Linked DNA regions of Mus musculus: region 2 is linked to region 1. The links are chromatin contacts, called in public HiChIP or PLAC-seq maps. All regions are on one chromosome and are shown on one strand. The core of a region is the stretch at or near the end of the contact, and the rest is flanking DNA. Distances in the headings are between cores, read along the strand shown.

Region 1 (5,055 bases), core at 1,129-3,628:
GTTGCTAGCTCACGTACCTCTTCCTCTTCCGGCAAAGCCACTGGTCCCATCATGAAACCCAGCCCTCATGAACCTCCAGAGTTACCTCCTAAAGGCCCTACTTCTGAATACATCAACAAATGAACTTAAAGGTTAAGTTTCCAATGCACAAACTTTGGGGACACTTATAGACCAGCAGATGTGTTCTTAGCTGTCTTGAGTCTGTGGGCTGCAGCAGGTGATATAGTTAAGACTCCCGAGTCATGCATACTGGGATCCTGATATGGAAATCATGAGCATAGCTGATACTCGGTATTAGTAACTGTCTTTGTCGCTGTGCCAGGATACCTGATGAACGCAACATAAGGAGGTGAGAGTTTGTGTTGGCTCATGGCATGCAGTACATCCTATGGGGCAGAGGAGGCATGGTGGGAGCATGAGGAATACTGATGCTTACAAAAGGAAAAATGGGGTACACTCCCTCACATTCATGCCCAAGAAGTCTGTCTTCCAGGAGGTTCTGCACCCTGTCATGTAGATAATCAATATTAACCCCCCTGGGTCCCTTGAGGCACTGTCTGTGGCTAATGAGTTAGAGTATAAGATCCAGGAACTTCATCAGGCCCATCAGTGAGCTGAATGTTGCCTATCTAGACAGAGTGTTGGAGAACCCTGCTATTAAGGTCGCCATCCCCTATGACCAGATGGGTTCCCCCATGACCAGATGGCTCTCTGAGCTTGGTGCAAAAAACAGAGGACACCCTTTGTCAGCCTGACTTTGTCCGGATAGTGTCCCTGAACACAGGTGCCTGGCCTTATCTGAAAAATGACCTTACGCAGAGTGACTTCATGTAGCACTTGATCTAGCTTGCTATCTATCTACATGATAATTAGCCACTGTATTAAGGCCTGTTAGCCCTTCCCACTGCACAGGTCCACTGCACAGGTCCACTGCACAGGATGAAGTTCTTGTATACCCTATTCCTGGAACAATAAAGTTGAGCTGTCTCTCTAAAACTAATCCTAGAAGTTAATCCATTGATACTCACAGCCATGTCACTGAACCCGCCCCAATTGGTTCCAATTGGAGCCATCTTCTCCCTTTGTCCTTGAGGGACATGGCCAACAGTAGCTGAGGAGAAGGGAGACCACACAGAAGGGCAGAGGAGGCCCTCCTTAAAGCCAGCTCACAAGGCTGTCCTCTCCATGGATTGCTTCTTGAAGATAACACTGCAAACATGGAAGGCAGACAGAGAAAAGAACTCTTATGTCCAAACTTTAACAGGCATCCTGGGACAGTTTCTGAAGACAAGGCTTCCGGACATTGCTGTCTTGACAACCGCTGATGCACTCAGGGATTTGTCTTGGTCCAAGCCAGGGCTTTGTTCAGAGAAAACATTAGCTTGCTCCATACTTCCACAAAACAATTCTTTTTTGTTTGTTTGTTTTTGTTTTTGTTTTGTTTTGTTTTTTTTTAAAAACATCTCTTCATCTCTGTTCCCTCATTAACTTCTATTTATTTGTTTGTTTGTTTATTTATTTATTTATTATATGTAAGTACACTGTAGCTGTCTTCAGACACTCCAGAAGAGGGAGTGTCAGATCTTGTTACAGATGGTTGTGAACCACCATGTGGTTGCTGGGATTTGAACTCTGGACCTTCGGAAGAGCAGTCGGGTGCTCTTACCCACTGAGCCATCTCACCAGCCCCCACAAAACAATTCTAACTCATACGATTGATATTATAGTGGAGAGATTGACTCCAGGAATACCCCCCACACCCACACACACTCACAGAATGTCAAGTGTCTTACATAAGTGATGACATGTTTGCATGTAATCCATCACACATTTCATGATTGTTTATGATACCGACATGATGTGTCATGCCTCATCACTTACAGTTGGCATCTCAGTGACCCAGTTACATTTGAGTCATCATGTTCCTGTGAGAAACCGCTTCCTCATTCAGATAAACTCACTGGCTCGCTGAAGTAGATGTGTGTGGGGGGGAATCATTACTTTGGTCTATTGCCAGTCCTTATTGGGCATAAACAGACATTTTTTTGTCATATCTCCCAGAAAAAATGTCACAACAGAACTCAAAAGGGGGCGGGAGGGAAGGAGAGAGAGACAGACAGACAGACAGACAGAGAGAGAGAGAGAGAGAGAGATTGATTCTGAACAGGCTCCGAGACAAACATCTTCTCTATCTCTTAAAAATTGATTATAACAAATTGTATTTTCTGAAAATGGCCACTATGATAGCTCTCGTTTTGTAGTGGGTTTTCTTAAAGCTTTTTATTTCCCTCATTAAGAGCTAGAGTTTCTCTCTTTACCCTAAACACAGCAGAGCTTTGTCACTGGATCAGTCAATGGCCAGTTGTGTGACTGCTCATGTGTGACTCCTGGGCTAGAGTTGAGACACGCAACACAGCTGCCACCTAGCTGACAGCATTAGCCCACCTCCTACTCTGACGAAAAGCATCTGAGGTGAGTGCTAAGAAAAAGGGGAGCCAAGCAAACATTTGGTTCATGTGTCTACAAGTTCAAGAGCATAGTACTGCAACTGGCTTGGCTCTGATGGGGACGTCATGGTCGATGGCACCCTGGGCACATATGCAAAGGGAGGGATCATGGTGGTAAAGTTGAGAGTGGCTCATCCTGCCAAAGACAGCACCCCTGTAACCTAAACAAATCCCACTGCACCCCTGTAACCAAGTCCCACTGGTCTCCGCCTCTTGAGAACCACCTTTTAACATCTGCACACGGAGATCAAGCTTCCCACACACGAACCTTTAAAGGGCCAAAGCACAACCGCACTAGGGCTGAGCCAAACCAGAGCCACGTGAGGAGACCAATGCAGAGGCGCCTCCAGGCACAGGACTAACAAGTCTTCCAATGCCTGCGGTCCCAGCCTCTGAGTCTCCCTGCTCTGAGGGGCCATGCAGCAGAGATAAACCATTCTCCTGTGCTTAGCCAAATGCCCAGTCCACAGGAATCTTTGAAAATAAGGCACTGTTTTAAACCACAAAGATTGGAGGTAACTTGCTGCATACCCATAGCAATTGGAGCATTAGGTAATCATAAAATTGTCTGATTTTACATTTACACTTCAGCACTAATCAGCTAAGATAAGCAGATCTAATACACATGTGGTTTTTTTTTAACATGTTCTCTTAAGAACCTATAGGACCTACTGCCTTGGTTGGCTGCAGAGACCTCATATACATTTAAATGGGACTATTTGAGAATTTCCGAGCAAACAGATCATACGCTATTCCTGAAATTTCTTTTAAGGGGATAATCTTTCTTAAGCTCCTGCTGACGACCTTGTGGCAGGTTAGCCACAGCCTAAAACCAACCAAACAAACACAAAACCTTAAATAAAATACAGTAGCTCAATCTAGAAAAGCGGTTCTCAACCTGTGGGCCACGGCCCTTCTGGGGGTAGTCCAGCTCTTTCACAGGGGTCCCCTAAGACCATCAGAAAATGCAGACACTTACATTGTGATTCATAACAGTAGCAGAAGTACAGTTATGAAGTAGCAACAAAAATAATTTTATGATTGGGGCACAACATGAGGAACTGTACTAAAGGGTCACTGCACTAGGAAGGTTGAGAACCACTGGCTTAGAACAATATAATTGAAGAAAAACTAGTCAGTACAATGCTCCTGGTAGATCTGCAGACAAGTTTCAGTGGCAGTAGCTTTGATTTGCAACCTTTCATTCTTGCTCTCGTCCATGCAGAACAGGGAACGCTGCAGAGATCAGTGAGAAAAATGAGCAGACGACACCGGGATTATCATTTTTGGTTTTGATCTAGCAGAGATCTGAGGCTGTAAGCTGTCAAGGAAGCTGAATTCCGTGTGGATCTGGCTCGACAGCGAAACTGGATTTCAGCCCTCTGGCAGGGCACAGGAGACTCGTGTGGCTGCCGTGAGGTATGAGGGCATTATATAAATCTTAGCAGGTAATGGGAATCGAGTCTGGGCTGGGATGCAAGGGTGGAGCAGGACAGAAGCAGGCCTGGAGAAGTCCGTATTCACTTTGGGGGTACTAGCAGGAAGTGTCTACAGCAGAAGACCAAGGAGTTCCCAACTACACAGGTCCTAAGCACGCATCTACAGCAATACTATCCCTCCCCGATTATATGCTGCAACCCCCCACCCATAGAACCCCCACCCTTTGCTTCTGAGGAAGAAGGAGCCTCTAGCAACAAGCACACACGGAAAGATCCGAACAACAGAGGACTACAATCAAACACCTCTCACTTCAGAGGGAAAGAAAGACAGGAGACCACACAGCAGGATCACACACCAACCAAGCAGAGGCTACAGCAGGTAGGCAGGGAATCCCTGTCCAGGAGCCTCTACAGACACAAGGCAGAAGCTAGCTGCAATGGGAGGGAGAAGAGGCAGAGTCTAGGAAGCCCCACACTGGGGTTTAGGGTCTGAGATTCAGGCTGGACCCGAACAGCAGAGAAAACCAGCCCTGCTGTATGACACTCAGCCACAGGGAAACGTGATGCCCTGAAGAAGAGGTAAGGATACAAAAACGGTCCTCTGTGACACAGGCATGTGGAAGCTCTGCGGAAAACCTTACCTCCCTGTCTCGTCCCCAACTTAGAGCAGGAGCTTCCCCTGTTCGCATTCCTTCTACACTCTGCTCAAGAGTTACCCAGCAATAGCCAGGTAGGCCTGGCTTGCTATACAAGGGACTGTTAGGCCTCTCCCTCTCTCTTATTCTCTCTGACTCCCTTTTTCCCCTGTCCCCTTTTCTCCCTCTCTCCCTTCCCCCTTCCCCCACCTCCATATATGTTTCTGGCTGATCTCTCTCTCTCTCTCCTTCTCTCTCTCTCTCCTTTCTCCCTCTCTCTTTCTCTGTTCCCTCTCTTTCTCTGCCTCTACTCCCTTCTCAATTCCCCTTCCCATGCCCCCAAATAAACTCTATTCTACACTAGAATATTCTACACTTGGTTGATACCAAGGCATGGGCCTGCTGAGTTACCCCCTCCCACCTCACCATCCCTTGACCCGTGAAGCACATCCTTAGCTTTTTATAAAACACATC
Region 2 (4,531 bases), core at 1,242-3,741, 190 kb before region 1:
TACATACAATATATACTATAGTACTATCCATTTGTACGTAGCATGTGTACACATACTACTGCAGTTCTCAGAGCAATTTAGATGTGATGGTTTTACATAGAGAGTTGCAGTCAGATTAAGTCTCAAACCCTTGCCACATTGGCCATGTGGCTGAGTAAGGATGCCCCATCCCTGTTCATCTCCATCCCTTGGGAGTAAACTGGGGATAAAACAACTTTACCCTTGGAGTTTTTTGCCTTATTGATACTTCTTGAATTTAACTAGGACTAAAGTTTACCCAGTAAAACACTGCTGACCACCCCAACCTTACAACCACTCTGTCAGCTACATCCTGTAGATGCCCAATAGAGATGACGGTCCTGAGGAAAGACCTGAGGGGATTTAGATGTTATAAGTGGTCACTTCCACATCTTTGCGTAAGATGGTAGAGTATACAGACGAGGTTCTGCTGGGTTCTCTGTGGTCCTCAGCGTTTTTTTGCTAGCCAGCCTGACAGTGCCACTGTTCCCTGTTCTTTTGGAGACAGCCTCCTGTTTTTTAAAATAAAGCCCCTCATAGGGACTTCCCAAGAAGACCAACAGAATCAACTAATCTGGACTCCTGGGGACTCCCAAAGACTGAACCACCAACCAAAGAGCATACATGGGCTGGACCTAATCTCTCTCTCTCTCTCTCTCTCTCTCTCTCTCTCTCACACACACACACACACACACACACACACACACACACACACACACGTAGCAAATGAGCAGCTTGGTCTTAATGTGGGTCCTGAACAACTGGAGCAGGGGCTGTCCCTGACTTTGTTGCCTACCTGTGGATCCTTTTTTCCCTGCGTGGGGCCCCCTGTCTGACCTCAGTAGGAGAGGTTGTGCCTAGCCCTGCAGTGACTTAATGTGCCAGGATGGGGTGATAAGGGAGAGCCCCCCTTCTCAGAGGAGAAGGGGGGAAGGGGATATGAGAGGGGCTGTGTGAGAAGGGGTCAGGGGGAGAGGGGAGCTGTGATTGGGATGCAAAGTGAATAAATAAGTTAGTTAATGGGGGAAAATAAGCAAGGCTCCTCCACTTAAATTTGTCCTGGCATGTTCTGTTCTTGCACACAAAGAACTTCAAGCACTGTGACAGTCAAGTGTCACCTTCTTGGTGCCAGGACCCTCAGGTGGTGCTAACAAACGACATCTCTTACTGGGTACTGGGATTGGCCCTCTGTCTCCTCTTCAAGACCCCTCCATTCTCCCTTCAGGTTGGGCGGGATGCTGTGGATTGGACAAATCTGGCTGTGCACACATCTTAACCCCTGCCCAATGGAAAACCTGGACTTATCATCTCTGGGTTTTCATCTCCTCCTGAGACTCTAAGTACCACTCTGCAGGATTGATGGCTTCCAGATCTGAAGGGGATACCTATGTATGTGAGGGCGCTCGCAGGGCTCCTGGAAGATAGTAAGTGCTCAGTCACAGTTATCCACAATTCTAACTCTCTGCCAACCTTCTGCTTCAAGGCGTCTTTTATGGCCATGACAAACTTCACTGTTTCTATCTTGTACACAGGCAGGCACTTTTCTCTTCTTGCAGGTAAACCTTATTGCTCACTTCTTCAAACAAGTGACCCAAAGACTGCTAGAGCATGGTCGATCTGCTTCTACCCGAGACAGTCGTGGAGGCTTACTAGACAGCAGCTGTTAGTAAGTACATTTGCTTATGAGCAGTCGCTATCCCTGGTGAGTGACACATAACTATTGGTCCTTTAAGTCTATGCATTTAAGCCAGTTCCTTCTTAGGGAAATAGGTAAACAGGTAAATGAAAGGAATAGACACAATGCCAAGCCACCAGTCACTGAATGGAGATCCTGGAGGCCACTCAGGAAAGTGCTGAACTCCAGATAGCTGAGCTAAGCCAAAGGAGCCACCCCTTCCCTTGATGCAAGTCCCAAGGCCACCCAGTTCCCTTGTCTCTGGGACAGTGGGATCATCCTTAGAAATGGCCTTAGAAATGATTTCCAATGATGAGCTGTTCTCTTGGAAGAAGGAAAGGAACAACTGGTCCCCATAATACTAACTAGGCAAATGGCCTCGGGGGTCAGCAATGTCCAACACTGCACCTGTTTGGACCCATGTATAACTCAGCAGGAGGCTTGAGTTCCACTGCAGATGAGAAGGGAGCACCAGCCAAGGCCTCCTGCCCTGGCAAAGCTGGCTGCCAACAGAGAGGCGCTGACTACGTCAGTGGAGCCTTGTAGCATCTGCCTTATTGTGCCTGACTCATGGTTAGCATCATGACTTCAAGGTTATCCATGTTGTATTATGTGTCGAGATGTCCTTCCTTTTGATGGCCGAAGAACATTGCATTGTATGAACACATCCATCTACATATGGATGGACACAGGTTATTTCTTCATTTGGCTATTGTGAATGTCACCATGATGAATGGGGTGTGCCAATATTTACCTGAGTCCCTGCTTTCACTTCCTTTGGGTACATTCCCAGACCCGACTTCTAGCATAACTGGACAGGCCACACCCACTTGTTTGCTTATGTGGCCACTTCCTGTTGCTTCTCCTTCGTAGCCATCTCGGCTCTTCTTGGATTCTCACCTGATCTGCCCCTGCAAGCACTGGCTCTAGGGTGCGCTTCTTAGGCTTGGAAACTGCTCTTTCTGACCTCCTCTCAGGCTGTCATCATGAGAGAAGACAGGAAACCAGGGTGGCAGCTCCAGGCTTGGACATTCTCTCTCAGGGATGGGTGCACTCTCTTAGTTCAATCAGATGATATCGGATTGTGCTCTGACCCTGACTCAGATTAGTCAGAGGGACTCATTGCTTCTGACTCTGACTCTCAGTCTTCCCATTTATAAGATGAGGCCATTGTATGAGGAGACTGAGGCCCCAGTATTATATGGGGAGGGGGAGGGATTCCAAATTTCTGAATTAGCAACACTGCCACTCTATCTAAAGACAAGCAAAGACAGTAGACAATAAAGGACATATGTACACACAAATAAGACCTAAAATGAACTGTCATTCTTTTGGTATATCTTCAGGGTCATACTGGCAGACACTAGACGTGTAAGAACATAGGTGGATACTTGAAGCTACTAATAGCACCAAACCCCAAAGATAATTATGATTTTCCCTATATATACATAGATACTCACAATACATTAATTAATATAATTAGGCATAGTTTAATAACAAAATAGAACAACCACAATAACTATAACTATATCTACTATGTAATATACTATATATAAAACTTTATCTATTAGAGTGTATATATGAAATGTATAAAGTGCTCTGCAATTTTTTATTTAATGTCTCTAGGCTGTGGTTGACTGTGGGTAACTACAACTATGAAATGTGAGCCCTCAGATAATGAAGGGCTCCTATAGACAAAAGAGGCAAGAAGCACAAAGCCTTTTCAGGGAGAAAATGGGTGCTGGGGACTAAATGCAGAGCCTCACATAAGCTAAGCATGTCCCACTGAGCTGCACACCCAGCCCAGAAACATCTCACCCTTCTCTGACACTCACATTCACAGTAACACAGTTCATCGGCTCTGTGTGTGTGTGTGTGTGTGTGTGTGTGTGTGTGTCCTGGGCTGCCTCTGGGCCATGGGCTGGGACACTGACTCTGCTCCTATGGTCAGTTGGCACAACTGTGCACAGCACCTCTCAAGCCAGTCTCTGAACAGCCTGTCGTTACAGAGATGCACCGGATGCCACACACATGTCCATGACAAGCAGAGGGCAGCTCCTCTCGCCTCCCCTTTGTGGGACCAGGAGCGGGAGTCACTGTTCCTTAAATCTTAACATAAAAAAAAATTCAATATGTTCTTTTCTCCTTTCTTGCCCATGGAATTTTCACAACGTGTTCATCAGAATCAGTCTCTCAGAGCACTATCCGATGAAACAATTTGCTGAATATCAAATGCTCATGTTTCGCTACTCAACATCAATATGTAACTATATACATTAGGTTGATAAAATTGGTAATATCATTAAAACATCATTAAAGGCCTTGCTAAATGTTCTCAACCAGAACACTGGAAGAAATGAGATAAAAAAAAAACTCAGAGAGAAGAGTCAAAAGTAGTTCAGTTCTCCCTACCACGAGGCTCTATTAGACATTCCAAAACACTAGGTAATGTAGGTATACGGGGCAGACAAGGGAGGTACAAAGAGAGAGTGGAATTGGGAGCTGGCCCATCCTGTCCCTTGCTGGACCTCGAATGCACCTAGCTTAGCAGGCAAGCAGCAGAGGACCACGTCCATCCCGTGCAGCAAACTCAAAAGTTCAGACCCAAGCAGCTAGCTGTTAAGTCTAACCCCATCTTGCAGACAGGGGAACTGAAGCTTAGACCAGTGAAGGTAGAGCTTCAAGACCATGTAGCACGTTAATAACACAGCTAGGATTCCTAGGCATCAAGCCTCTATCTTTTGGTGCAATTAAAAGCCAATAGCTTCCACGGAGACTCCAAAAACCTGACATCTGTCCTCAGTAGGAGGGTCTCCACACGGGGCCCATATCTCAGCA

Evidence for each region. HiChIP or PLAC-seq counts read pairs in DNA pulled down with a chosen protein or histone mark.
Region 2: a FOXA1 HiChIP or PLAC-seq map of pancreatic cancer cells shows a contact between it and region 1. The contact joins two enhancer-like sites. A contact is called at or near these places in 2 of 484 Hi-C or Micro-C datasets (myocytes and nephron progenitors) and 5 of 115 datasets of contacts at active chromatin or transcription factors (embryonic fibroblasts, fibro-adipogenic progenitors, forebrain and 2 more).

What each region holds. Positions count from the first base shown.
Region 1 is chr7:65,711,339-65,716,393 of GRCm38.p6, reverse strand. No RefSeq gene overlaps it. Among named protein-coding and RNA genes, the nearest start is that of Gm33234, 20 kb to the right of the region's middle. Within about 2 kb of position 2,378, at least 24 of the 459 cell types and tissues checked have an H3K27ac peak or open chromatin away from gene starts, as enhancers often do. A contact at or near this core is called in pancreatic cancer cells, where this site is marked.
Region 2 is chr7:65,904,656-65,909,186 of GRCm38.p6, reverse strand. All of the region lies in intron 1 of Pcsk6 (proprotein convertase subtilisin/kexin type 6), which reads right to left. Among named protein-coding and RNA genes, the nearest start is that of Gm51486, 24 kb to the left of the region's middle. Within about 2 kb of position 2,491, at least 10 of the 459 cell types and tissues checked have an H3K27ac peak or open chromatin away from gene starts, as enhancers often do. A contact at or near this core is called in pancreatic cancer cells, where this site is marked.